Linked DNA regions of Sus scrofa: regions 1 and 3 are each linked to region 2. The links are chromatin contacts, called in public Hi-C maps. All regions are on one chromosome and are shown on one strand. The core of a region is the stretch at or near the end of the contact, and the rest is flanking DNA. Distances in the headings are between cores, read along the strand shown. Region 1 overlaps LOC106508433 (a long non-coding RNA gene). Region 2 overlaps LOC106508433 (a long non-coding RNA gene). Region 3 overlaps LOC106508433 (a long non-coding RNA gene).

Region 1 (4,402 bases), core at 638-3,137, 340 kb before region 2:
GATACTCAGTAAATGGTTGTTATTGAGATGATTCTAGAGCTATTCTGCCCAAATGAGAGCCATTATCTGTACGTGATTTTTAAAATGAGATAAAGTTAAAAAGTTTGTTCCTCCCATGTCCCACTATCCACATATCAAGTGCTCAGCAGCCACATGTGGCTAGTGGCTTCTTCTTTTTTTTTTTTTTACTTTTTTTGGGTCACACCTGCAGCATATGGAAATTCCCAGGCTAGGGACTGACTTGGAGCTGCAGCTGCTGGCCTGCACTGCAGCCACAACAATGTAGGATCTGAGCTGTGTCTGCGACCTACACCACAGCTCTTGGGCAACGCTAGATCCTTAACCCACTGAGCAAGGCCAGGGATCAAATCTGCATCCTCATGGATATTAGCCGGTTTTGTAACCCCTGAGCCACAACAGGAACTCTGCTAGTGGCTACTTTATTGGACTGCAGAGATGTTAAACATTTCCTACATCACAATAAGTTCTGTAGACTGGAAAATGATAGTCTCCAGGATTTGCTTCACTAAGAGCCACGTTTATTTAGAGAAAATTCATTTTTAACTCTGTTTTAGAAACCTGCTACATTTGTTTCTGTCAGGTAAAGAGCAGACCTTTTGTCTTGAGCAGAGAAGTGAAGGAAATCCAGGATCCAGCTCTTCTGTGGAGACTTTTTTTCTTGCTCCTATATACCTGTAAATGCGTTTACCTAGAAGTAAACAAACAAGTGGGAACATCTAATCGATTGTTCCAATAAGGATCTCTCTTCCCTTCCCTACCCAACAAGTTCTGAGGTCACACTTAGTATTTAGTCCATTTTTTGAGGTAGAACATTAACTTTTTCCTGCTCTATTTTTTTTACTACCATAGGCACTATTAGTGAAGTTGTGTGTGTGCGTGCACGTGCAAGTGTGTGCATGGGTGCGTGTGTGTGCAAGTGTGTTATGGCAGAAGGGGGAGGAAAGAGCACTGGGAAGGGAATCACTACATACTTGTCAGTGGAAAAGAAGGGCCGTAGATAGGATTGTTTTATGATTTTATTATCAGCAATGTTTATTTCAGGTATTTTGACATCTCTTCTACTCTAAAATTTCTTTAGTGTCATTAAAAATTTTTTTTTTAAATCTTGTTCTTTTTTTTTGTTGTTGTTGTTCTTTAGGGCACCTGTGGCACATGGGGGTTCCCAGGCTAGGGGTTTAATCAGAGCTGTTGCTGCCAGCCTACGCCAGATCCAAGCCACGTCTGCGACCTACACCACAGCTCATGGCAATGCTGGATCCTCAACCCACTGAGTGAGGCCAGGGATCGAACCCAAAACCTCATGGTTCCCAGTCAGATTTGTTAACCACTGAGCCACAACAGGATCTTGGTCTTTAGTGTCACTTTGATTTGCCTGAAGTGGGTAAGAGTTCAGGCACTAAAGTTAGACCTCACAAGTTCAAACCATGTTTTGGTGTTTAATGTTGAGTCTCCGTTTCTCTATTTATAAAATAGGATAAATGTTACTCTCTACATCTCATTGGATTATTTCAAGGATTAAATGAAAGAATATATGTAAATTTCTTAGTATAGTGACTAAAGTCAGATAGATGCTAAGTGAATTTTTAAAAATTATTTAGAGAAATGAAATGATATTTTATTGTCAGTAAACAGATGACATGATAATTTTAGCTATAGTAAGTTTAAAATACATATCTTCCTCAGGGGAGTTTTCTCTGTTTTAAAATGTAATACTCTTAGCCCCTTGTCATATCTTCTAGAGTGAGTAGGCTTCTTTGTTTCTCAAAGAACATTTATAGTTTCTGTGTTACATAAATGTTCCACTTGCACTACTGTACTTGTTTAGTTAAGCACAGGCCTGGCAGCTGGGGAAGTGTCAAAGTCTGAAGAGCAAATGTATTGTTGATTTGAATTACTCTGTGTTAAAAATTGCTAATATACCCAAGCAGTCTTACAAGCAAGGAAAGCAGTAGTTCTTAAAGGAAAAGCGATCACAGCCTGCCTCTTAAATTCACTGTATTTGTTTTGTCTTCCTGCAATGATGTTTTTGTTGGCAAAACTACTTTATTATTTTTTTAAATCTGAAAACATCGCAAGTCTTTTGGTTTTTTTAAATTATTCAGATGTTTCACACTCTTTGGTTTTGTTATGCAGTGTGACGGTGTGACATACTTGAAAGCTAACTCCCCAGGGAGTGGAAAGTGTTACCATTTATTTTTAGTAAGGAAGCTGGTATATTGGATCATATAGCTGCTTTCCCAGCTGAAATAACAGCAGATTGGTGCTGTTTGCATACTGTTAATTGCTGAAAGTTCTTAAACTAGTAAATAGGCCTGATTAACTGGAATCCAAATAGTAGCCCAAAGAGACCAGACAACTTTTGATAAGATAAATGCACTGGTAACCTTAAACATTCCCTTTGGGTTATCTGCCAATGGTATGAAGTGTTAAACTAAAAATATTTTTTTTATATTTAGAAAGAGTTTAGGGCAAATTGTTTGGGAGCAGGTTAAAGGTTTTTATGTATGATTTAGCAGACAAAAATAAGTAATTTTGGTCCTCTATCATTTGGCACATGAGAATTGAGCAGTAAAGGTGAACTAGTTCAAAGAATAAGTCCTGATTCATAAGATCACATTGTACCCTGTCGTTTCTGTTTGGGCAACTACAAACAAATATTAGTAATTCCAACAAGGGAATAATGATCTTTTATTTATTTATTTATTTACCTTTTTTACTTTTTAAAAAAGGATTTTCATTTTTTTCCCTTATAGCTGGTTTACAGTTTTCTGTCACTTTTCTACTGTACAGCAAGGTGACCCAGTCTCACATACATATATACATTCTTTTTTCTCACATTATCATGCTCTATCATGGGTGGCTAGATACAGTCCCCAGTGCTATACAGCAGGACCTCATTGCTTAAGGAATAATGATCTTTTAATAAATAAAACGAGATATAGGCTCTTATTAGGCATTTTAAATTTCAAAACTGGAGTGCTTTCTAGAATAAAACTCCACTTTTATTTTGAATTTGATATATTCATCAGAAAAACAACCCTAAAATTCCTTCCAGTTTCCAGGGTCTAGAGCATTTATATTAAAATTAAGCTTGCTTGAGATGTTTTATTTAATACATTTTAAATTATTTTAATTAAATATTGTACATGTGAACCATGTCATCCCCTTAACCCTGGGAGTGGAGCCTGGAACACAAAATAAATGACCAGAATGTGATATTGTGTCCAAAGAGTTAGGAGACAATTGCTTTTAGAGCACTACCAACTCACTTTGTGGACTTAGTTAAATATTTTAAACTCTCTGTGCCTGCTATTGATAAGGAAATTTTCTTATCAGTGAAGTACAGGGGGTCAACTCGTTTTCTAAAGTTTTTTTTCCCCTGGAGTTCCTTGTGTTGAAGTGGGTTAAGGAGCTGGTATTGTCAATGCAATGGCTTGAGTTTCTTTTATGACATGGGTTTGATCCCTGGCCCTGGGAACTTCTCCATGCTATGGGTGTGGCCAGTAAAAGGGGTTTTTTTTGTTTTGTTTTGTTTTTTTTTTGTTTTTTTTTTTTAGCTCAGAAATTCAATGTTAAGGTAAATTTTTATAAAAGTTAAAAAAAAAAAAAAAAAAAAAAAAAGGCCAGCTTCCATATCTTGGTTACTGTAAATAGTACTGTAATGAACATTGCGGTGCATGTGTCTTTTTGAATTTATGTTTTCATTTTTTTTCTGGACATATACCCAGGAGTGGAATTGCTGGATTATAGTAGTTCTATTTCTAGTTTTTAGAACATCTTTACTGTTTTCCACTGTGGCTGTACCAATTTACATTTCCATTAACAGTGTGTAAGAGTTCCACTTTCTCCACATTTATTTTTTGTCTTTTGTCCTTTTAGGGCTGCCCCTGTGGCATATGGAGGTTCCCAGGCTAGGGGTCTAATTGGAGCTGTTGCTGCTGGCCTACGCCAGAGCCACAGCAATGCCAAATCCGAGCCACGTCTGTGACCTACACCACAGCTCATGGCAACGCCAGATCCTTAACCCACTGAGTGAGGCTAGGGACGGAACCCGCAACCTCATGGTTCCTAGTTGAATTCGTTTCCACTGTGCCACGGCGGGAACTCCATTTTCTCCATATTCTTTCCAACATTTGTTACTTATAGACTTTTTGATGGTCACCATTCTGACAGGTGTGAGGTGATACCTCATTATTGTTTTGACTTGCATTTCCCTAATAATTAGTGATGTTGATTGAGCATCTCTTCATGTGCCTGTTTGTCATTTGTATATCATATTTGGAAAAATGTCTCTATTCAGGTCTTCTGCTCATTTTTTGATTGGGTTGTTTGCTTTTGATAGTGAGTTGTATGAGATGTTTATATATTTTAGATATTAAAC
Region 2 (4,555 bases), core at 1,522-4,021:
GCTGCCCTCTAGAGGTGGCGTTCAGGAAAGGAACATATCCTATCCATGTCACAGCGTTCTGCAGTTTCTCCTGTGAAAAAACTGTCATAGTAAGACCTTTATTCTTTCTGCTATTTGTCCAAAATATGCTTTACCAGATCTCTGAGGCACAATTTTTTAAATTTACTTCCATATTAGTGTTTGGGGAGAAAGCGCAGGATGTACCTCAAAGTGCACTCGATTTGGAGTTAGAAGATTCAAGTTCTAGTCCGGATTCTCTTACGAATGTCTGTGAACTTAGATCTCTCCTCTGTTAATCAAGGGGTGTGATACTCCATCCAGAAAACTGAGAATCATGTGAAAGAATGCTTTGGCAATAAAACTGGTAACAGGAGTATCAGTAAATATTTATTATACTCTAAGTATACACAAAATACCAGGCTGGGGTTAAGAGTTGTTTTGCAGAGGTTATGTGTTTACATTTGATCTTTAGAAAGTTAAATAAAAATATGTGAAAAGTTCCCATTGTGGAGCAGGGGAAATGAATCTGAGTAGTATCCACGAGGATGTGGATTCCATCTCTGGCCTCACTCAGTGGGTCAAGGATCCAGCGTTGCCGTCGGCTGTGGTGATCCAGGTTGCAGATGTGGCTTGGTGTAGGCTGGCAGCTGCAGCTCTGATTCAGCCCCTAGCCTAGGAACTTCCATAGGTCACAGGTGTGGCCCTAAAAAGAAAAAATAATAGTATTTGAAAAAAATTTGGAAAGTATTTGGGGTTTCTATTTAAATGGATTAGTTGAACCCTGATCCCATGAAAACCTGGAAATGAAACTGAGATAAAACAAATGTAAAACTTACAATGAAGTTTATAAGAGTCTATTATAATATGAAAGCAGAACACACAGACACACTTTAATTTCCCAATAAGCTCTGGTGTAAACCTCCTTTAGCCTGACTTCCTCTCCCCTATTTTCAACCAAGGGAAAAAAAAGGAAGTCTTTCATTTCATGATGTGCCCAACTATGGTGATCTCTATATGTCTGCGTAATAATGATTGATGATAGGTATAATTAATTTATTATCTTATAATGGCAATTGACTCCTGAGAATTTCTCTGAATGCTAGAGAAAGGGAAAAATGATTCAGACACCATTTATGTTCATAGTCGGATTGGGAAGAAGAAGCCACAAAGCCCAGAACAAAGCAGCAGGGAGATAAGAGGTCTGCATACCTGTGAGTCCATTTATGCTTGGAGGAGGCTGGGGACACCGGGTGAATCTCCTGTACTGCAGGGAGCCACATCTGTATACTATGCTTGCCATGTGCCTCCCAGGCTGGGTGACATTAATGCTTCCTTTGGCATCTGCCTCTTTAGATGAAAGATGATGCCAAGGTCAAATCTGGCCTGCTGTCTTAGGAGACCAGCAGCCCCAGTGGATGGACTCCTTTTCTCAGTTACATATCTAGATGGCTTTGGACATGATTTCTCATATCAAGCCATGGCTTCACCTCTCTTCAAGACTGTCTGTAACTTTCCAAACTCCTGTGGCCATTATCAGAGAGAGGTCGCTAAAAGAGTATCCCAAACCTTGTGAACAGATACAAGACATTATTACTTAAAATTCTCTCAAGATTCCATAGTTAAGGAACCCTATAAAAAATCTTTTGGGTGTCTCAGTCTACTTAGAATTCTTGTTGGAGGCATAACTAGGAAGGTAAGTCTTGAAATGAGAAATGAAGAGAGTAAATAGACTTTACTAATAGTGTCCATATATTTTTTGTTATCTTTTTTTTTTTTTTTGCTTTTTAGGGCCACACTTATGACATATGGAAGTTCCCAGGCTAGGGGTCAAATCAGAGCTGTAGCTGCTGGCCTACACCACAGCTACAGCGATGCCAGATCCAAGCCACACCTGCGACCTACACCACAGCTCATGGCAAAACCAGATCCTTAACCCACTGAGTGAGGCCAGGAATCAAACCTGCACCCTCATGGATGCCAGTAAGATTTGTCTCCACTGAGCCATGACGGGAACTCCAACAGTGTCCATATTTTTCTTCCTGAAAGTTGTGGCCCAACTAGACCATAATCACTAAGAAACTCTCAGCATGACCTTCCATATGTTAGGTGGAAAACCCTAAAACAAACAAAAATATAAAAACCAGGATGGAGTTTTATCCTGCTCTCATATTTTAAATGCATTTTGAAGTTCAGTTTCAAATATTGTTTATGTGAGGATCTTTGCTCTGATTTGCGACTTAATCACCCTATGCTATTGTCTCTACCCTCATCAGGCTTTGCTTTACTAATTATTCTCCTCTTCCCTTTCTTCTTCCTCCTTAGTCCTGGTTCACTCTATAAAAGAGAGCTTTAAATTCACTGGGCTGTGGTCACAGTAGAGGTAACTCATGAGCCCTAACAATGTATTTAGATAATGAAATGTGTTGAACCCTGAGTCTGAAGGAGGCAAAGCTGTTCGTATGGCTTCTCTCACAAAGAAAACTGCTCTGAGATTCAGTCTAAAGAGACTGAATTTTCAATATGTAGAAAGATGATTTTGGTGGATGGGCTTGCTGCCCTTCCCAAGGGAGACCCTATTCTCATCCTAGAGGTGATCCTGGCAGGAGGGTGCCTTATGAGCAGGGGATGCCCTGCCCTGAGGCCAGGGTAACTGGAAATGCAGCAGAACATCCTGTTCCTGGGAGAACTTCTGCCTGGTTGTTTATGCTCTAGATACTTGGCTCCTGGAGTTCTTGTGCAGATCTTTGGACCTTGGCAAGGCCATTTGTGTTTCTGTCTTGATGCATGTGCTATCCTGGCTCTGGTTTTGGGTGCCGTGTGGCAGGGAGGCTGAGCAGGCTGCCACACCATTCACTTGCCCATGGGCCCTCTGCTAAGTTTCAGAAGCAGCAATAGAACATGCACTTAACTTGGAAATAAAAACTATTACTTGAGCAAAAAAGTAGCAGAGTTCCTGCTGTAGTGCAGGGAATTAAGGATCTGGTGTTGTCTATGAGGGAGCACAGGTTTGATCCCTGAGCTGGCAACAGTGGGTTAAGGATCCAGCATTGCCACAGCTGTGGGCATAGGTCATAGCTGCGACTGGGATTTGATCCCTGGCCCTGAAACTTCCATATGGTGAAGAAAGAAAGAAAAAAAAAGTAACAAAGCATCTTCCCTAATTCTTGCTTAAATAATGAGGGTCCAGGTCTCTGGCTTTAATGGTGATTTTTAGGGTTTTTGACTATTGCCAGATATCAATATTTTTAGCTCTATAACTTGATTTGAATAGTATCAGAACACAATTGGAGGCTTTTTGCCAAGTGAGGATAGTAACATATGACCTAAGAAAATTTTTCAAGCAGCTTGGTGCCTTGGTATTTTAACTGTAAAAATGGAACCAAAATACAATGCTTAACCAAAAGCAATACAGCTAACAAAACCTTCCTTTCTGGGGTTTTGGGAAGGATACAAGGTAGTTATCATGAAGTATGTGAAGTCTCCTGGAAGGAGGACACATTTTAAATACAAGATATTACTATCACTAATTCTTGGTCATGACATTGCACACTATAAATGGGACATGAAAGAGTGGGTGAGTTAAATGATGAGGCTAAAACCACCGTGTTCTGGGGAAAACCCAGAAGAGAGAGCTGCAGATTTGTTTCATCAAGAGACACAGCTATATCTGGGCAAAGCCCCAGAGTTTAAAATGACGAGGACCCTTGACATAAACCCTGAAGTCACAGGAATGTAGACAATAATGCAGCGACACTGGTGCAGGGCACGTGGAGTCTTGTCTTTGAAGGAGAGCGGAGGTGAGTCCTGCTCAGATGAGACTCTTCTGTAATTGATTTGCTGGCTCAGGGAGCAGGTACTCTGGGAATTGCCCCGGAGTCCTGATGGAGGCTGGTGGAGAGGCTGCAGGTGGAAAGGGACAAAATGCCTTTAGCTCTGCATGGTGGGATCCTATCTTCATCCCCCAGACAGTTAAAGTCTTGCCTGAACTCATGGCCTTTCAACCAGGAAAGCATCAGAGGAAGACGTTATGGCAATCAGTTTTGAAATGGAAAAAGATGACTGGGCACGACTTTGTAAGCAGTCAGTATGAAAAGCAAGAAGGAAACTCAGCCAAGCAATGTCTTTGCTGTTTGCCTCAGGGTTATATTTTGCAACACATAATGGCTGCTATTAAACCAGGACACAGTATTATCTAATTTGTGCCGTTGTCTTCCTAGGATCTGGAACATTTTCTGCAGGAGCCCACCTTTATCTCTAGGAGACTCTGGCAAATAATTCCCGTTCAACTCAGGTCTTTCTGTAGAAGGAGCTTGATGCCAAAGCAGCTGGCTCCTCCCCTCATCTCTCTCTGGTGCTTAACATGCTTTTCGTCTTTGTTCTAAGTTGTACTAGTCTGGTTCAATTTTTATTTCGGTTAATTTTTAATGAGTTAGTAACTCAATGGTCCTGGCTTTGAATCTCTTGAACGTGGGTTGTTAGTAAGGTTTGAATCAGGTCATGGCTCTGAAATCCAGTAACATTCAGGATGTGTTTATTGACCTGTGTGGCTATTGGA
Region 3 (4,687 bases), core at 1,959-4,458, 300 kb before region 2:
AGGATAATCTATACTCAAAGTCTGTTTTTTTTTTTTTTTTTTACAAAGTCTATTGATTACAGATATCAACCACATCTACAAAAGTATTTTCACAGCAACATCTAGATTAGTGTTTGATTTGGTCACTTGGTACTATAGCATAGCAGAGTTGACACACAGAGTAACCTGTCAGGAAATTTCTGTGTGGCAAGCATGGTGGTGGAATGCAGTCTGGAAATTTTTCAGACAAAGCCCAACCTGCTCAAGGGTAGCTGGGGAAAGGAGGTAAAACAAGTGTCATCTCTTGCCCCTTCTTCCCCCCAGGAATCCCCCACACTTTTACCTAGTGACTATGCAGCCACAGTGGTGAGCAGAGGGGAAGATGTGGTCTACATGAGCTAGGAAATGATGGTTTAATCATTTCTGCAAAACCTGGGTGTAAAGGGTCAGTATCTAGATGATTTATGACTGCTCTTGACAAATAGTTCTTGTGGGTCAGGTGGAAGGGTCATTTTTTGGTAAAAATGTGATGAGAGTGTAGATAAGGTTTTACTTTGAAATACCACTTGTGGATGCCGTTTGGGCCTCCCCTTTCACTCACCTTGGCCCAATAATAAATTAATACTATCAGACCAATAGCTAGTCTTAATTAAGACTAGTGGGGGATTTGAGGTTTTCATCTCTCTTGCTTTCTGAATCTCCGATATGTTTTCCTCTTTGACTACATTATGCTAAAAACTTGTGAACTGGGACACAGAAAACAGGAACAATAATGGAAAGACTGGGTCCTGGATAAGCATACAATTATTCACTATTTAAAAGTCTTGAAGGTATAATCCAAAATGTGGGTCATGGAAATTTTTAAGGACATGGCAATGTTATGAGACAATCTTACAGTCTTCTTTTGTGTAACAGGTCAGTTAAATAATGAAGGGTAAGATTGAAAAGTAAGACTTAAGCAACATGATAATGAGAAGGAATTTTGTTTCCAACTTTACCTTAAGCAACATGGATATTTAATAAAATCCCTTGGAAGTTACTTTCCTATTTCTCCCTAGAATAACTTGACCAATGAGAAAATGCAACATATAACCCACTAATAAAATAGTTACAAATAAACACAGACTTTCCTTTGTTTCAGAGTGATTTCATGCAAGAAATGAAATAACTAACGAAAGCCACAGTTATTATCGTCCAGTGAAGGCAAAGTATTTACTAAAACCATAACCCTTAAAGTTAACTGAAAATACTGCGGGAAGACTGCTGAGTATTTGCCCCAAGTGACTTTTTAGCAGTCTATACATCTATAATACTGTCAGAGTTTATTTTATTATTTTAAAGGTTTTCAATTTACTACTCATATCAGGACCAACAGTTAACAAGTTCAGTCATTTCTTTATTTACTCATGGTTAAAAAATAACTGAAAAACAATCCAAAGTTGGGGGAGAGAGAAGGAAGGAAAAGCATGCTTCCATGATGCCTTTCTAAAGGCAAAAAGTTAAAACATTCCTACACTTGAAAATGACTGAAATATTTTAATAATCTTTCACTTCCCAGATGAGGCCAGGTGGAAGCAATATGGCAGTGTTACTGGGAATTCCTGGGGCTTGGACAAGGCTTCAGAAGGGTTCCTTCCTTGGCTCCTCTCAACCACAAAGAAAAAGTGCTTTGTTTGCTCTAAAGAGAATTCAGGAGAAATACCCGCTGTTTTACAGCAGATAAAACTACTGAGGTATGTCTCTTCTAGCTAGAAGCAAGATAATGGACAGTTATTAGACCTCTACTTCTATTATATTACCTGATAAAAACAGATGAATTAGGCTCTCTACTTCTAACATATTACCTTGATTAAAAAAAAAAAAAAAGATTGATGCTATTTTGTATGAAGTAAAGACCTCAAAGCAATTTTGGCCTTGTTTTCATATGCAGGAAGAAAAATATAGATTTTTCCCTTCTCTGTTTCTAAGGCTACAGACTCAGGGTGTGCAGTGTATGCTTTCTCAGAACTTGATGGTACACTTTTTTTGCCAGGATAATCTCATCGATTCCAAATAGAGGTCAAGCCTTCTGGATGATTAAAATGTCATATACATACTTATGCTAGTTTATTTCTTAACACCTTAACAAATTTCTTTGCTCGTGAGTCTCATTTAGTAAAGCTTCTGATTGAGCCAGTGAACTAGTGCTTGATCATTTGAGTTTGAATGTAATTAGTCTAATGCTTTCCCATATTTCTCTCCACTGACTGAGTTTAATAAAAATCTTTCTCTGCCCTTCAGATACTCTGGGTAGAAAGTTCTCTTGTTTGAGACAAGACTAGCCAGTCCTTCCAGGCCCCATGGACGCTCAGCAACTTATGAGAATGAGGTGCCCCATTTGACTGTGTCCATCTTGAATTGCCATTTCCATTATGCCATTGCTTAAAATAGATGAAGACTCAAATGAGAAAAAAAAAAAAAAATCTACTGAAAACCTTCACTGCTGATTCAACTTAACAACAGTTATTTTGTGGGTTGTGATGTCAATGTCTAATTATTATAGTCCAATTTTGCTGTCTTTTAAAATACAAGGAAAATTGTGTAAAGAGTCAGGGACCAAATATCCTACACGTGTGCAGAGGAAAGCAGAGGAGGCAGGAAGCTAAATAAAAGTTTGGTCTGTGCCCACTAAATATGGGAGAAGTGAGAAAAAGGAGAGAGACACGTTACCATCATTCACTGGTTTGTCTAGGTTTTCAAGTTCCCAGCAGAACCAGGAAAGTCATTCTATAATAAACAAATGATTTCATGGTAATGAAGTTAAAAGTTGCAAAAAAGGAGTCAAGAAACTTGTCGGTACAGTAGAAAATGGACAGAACACTGTAAACCAGGTATGATGGAAAAAATAAAAATCATTAAAAAACAAAAGAAACTCGTCGGAAATATTTGTTTGTTTCCCTGGCTACTTGGTGTTCAGGTATAATTGAATGCTGAGAATAGATCCTTTATTTCTACTTAAAGAAATGTGATCGTATTAGAAAATGTATTTCCTAGTTCTGATGCCAGTCCGTGTTCAAAATACATGATCAGAGGAAAATATACCTTTTTCTAAAATTGGCCATGCTCTGTGGCCAAACTTAAGATTTTGCTAAGCCAGTGAAAATATTCCTAAGATTGCTGTAGTGCACTTTGCCCACCACGAAGCCAGTCTTTTTAACAAGTTTTGCACAACTTTGGAGAGAGTTCACTGGAGTACAGGTGCTCAGGTGTAAACACAGGATGTGAAATCATGTCAGGAGGCCAACTGGAATTTACACTTTTTTCCCAACATAAAAAAGCAAGGAGATTTTGAGTTAGTACCAGAGCTCAGGGAAAGCTTTCCCAAGAAGATACTATCAAGCTGAAATCTAAAAGACAGATTTTCTTCAGCCTCATGATTGACCAAGGTCGAAAAGCAAGAAAGAAAACAGAATGTAAGCTGCAGCTGAATGGCTCCCAATTAATTAAATCTTGAGTGTTTTCTATGTGTACAGTATGGGCTAAGCTCTGGGGATATAACGGTGTGCCAAAACATACTCAGACATGGTCTTCGTGTCAGTTCCTCTCTATGGAGGGAGACAAACACTAACCACATTACAGAAATAAGTATAAAATCATCGATCTGTTAAATAGAACAAGATGCTAGGGAAGCATATCCAAAGGGGATTTGATCTAATTGGGGAGGCTAAGGAAGTCTTTTCTGTAGAGGTTACAACAGAGCTGTTAAATGAGTCAAATGTCTAAGGAGAGGAGAGCATAGTGTTTCAGGCAAGGGAACAGCATGTATAAAAGTTTGATGGCCCATCCTCACTAGGGAGACTTTTCTTCTCACAAAGAATGTTGTACAACTTGTGAGAGTCTGAAGAATTTTTTTCAGTTCAAATTCCAAATAAATCATGAAGTGGCTGAAAGAGTAAATTAGCCAAGGCCTTACACCGGGCATGGGCAATAGGGATGAGCATGATTTTTTTTTTTTTTTTTTTTTTTTTTAATGGCCGTACCCATGGCATATGAAAGTTTCTGGGCCAGGGATTGAATCCCAGATGCAGCTGCAACATACACCTCAGCTGAGGCAATGTCCAATCCTTTAACCCACTGTGCTGAGCTGGGGTTTGGCCCCATGTCTCCATAGTGACCTGGGCTGCTATGGTCGGATTTTTAACCCACTGAGCCATAGCAGGAACTCTGGGGGTGGGTAGGGGGGCGACATAGAAGGAGAGTGATTTTCAGGTGCATTGAGGCAGTGGACTAAGAAAGGAGGAGAGGAAATATGGAAAGCTGAACTCAGTACCATACTTAGATCTGGGAAAAAGAGGCTCTGAGCCCTGTGCTCCCACAGTATCCTCAGATCACAAGTATATACAATACATAAGCAAGAAATCATTAGAAAACTGTAAGCAGTTCTGTCAATAAACATCCACGCTCGTGACTGACATGCATTAGACTAAAGGGAAACTCTTTTCCACATCTTTGAAGCTATCTCTTGAAAATGAAAGCAATTGCATCTGAATGCTATGAAGTATTATGGGTTATGCTACCCTCAACATGAGAAAAAGAGAATGCTTCAACCATCCAGGAAGGATTTGGTCAGCAGAAACACTTAAATAAGAGAAACGATAGATTAATTAACTTGTCAAATCCTTCCCATATGAATACAATAGGTACTTGCTTTAGGAAGTTTTATTTCCCA

The links. A called contact is a pair of places that touch in the nucleus more often than the background predicts.
Region 1: a Hi-C map of liver shows a contact between it and region 2, with 8 times the contacts expected there. The contact joins two enhancer-like sites. A contact is called at or near these places in 2 of 47 Hi-C or Micro-C datasets (both in liver) and 1 of 2 datasets of contacts at active chromatin or transcription factors (alveolar macrophages).
Region 3: a Hi-C map of liver shows a contact between it and region 2, with 2.3 times the contacts expected there. The contact joins two enhancer-like sites. A contact is called at or near these places in 4 of 47 Hi-C or Micro-C datasets (embryonic fibroblasts, liver and skeletal muscle) and 1 of 2 datasets of contacts at active chromatin or transcription factors (alveolar macrophages).

The regions. Positions count from the first base shown.
Region 1 is chr2:102,621,559-102,625,960 of Sscrofa11.1, forward strand. The region is part of intron 3 of LOC106508433 (a long non-coding RNA gene); the gene reads left to right. Among named protein-coding and RNA genes, the nearest start is that of ELL2, 32 kb to the left of the region's middle. Within about 2 kb of position 1,888, at least 9 of the 83 cell types and tissues checked have an H3K27ac peak or open chromatin away from gene starts, as enhancers often do. A contact at or near this core is called in liver, where this site is marked.
Region 2 is chr2:102,962,605-102,967,159 of Sscrofa11.1, forward strand. All of the region lies in intron 6 of LOC106508433 (a long non-coding RNA gene), which reads left to right. Among named protein-coding and RNA genes, the nearest start is that of PCSK1, 86 kb to the right of the region's middle. Within about 2 kb of position 2,772, at least 3 of the 83 cell types and tissues checked have an H3K27ac peak or open chromatin away from gene starts, as enhancers often do. A contact at or near this core is called in liver, where this site is marked.
Region 3 is chr2:102,660,438-102,665,124 of Sscrofa11.1, forward strand. All of the region lies in intron 3 of LOC106508433 (a long non-coding RNA gene), which reads left to right. Among named protein-coding and RNA genes, the nearest start is that of ELL2, 71 kb to the left of the region's middle. Within about 2 kb of position 3,209, at least 6 of the 83 cell types and tissues checked have an H3K27ac peak or open chromatin away from gene starts, as enhancers often do. A contact at or near this core is called in liver, where this site is marked.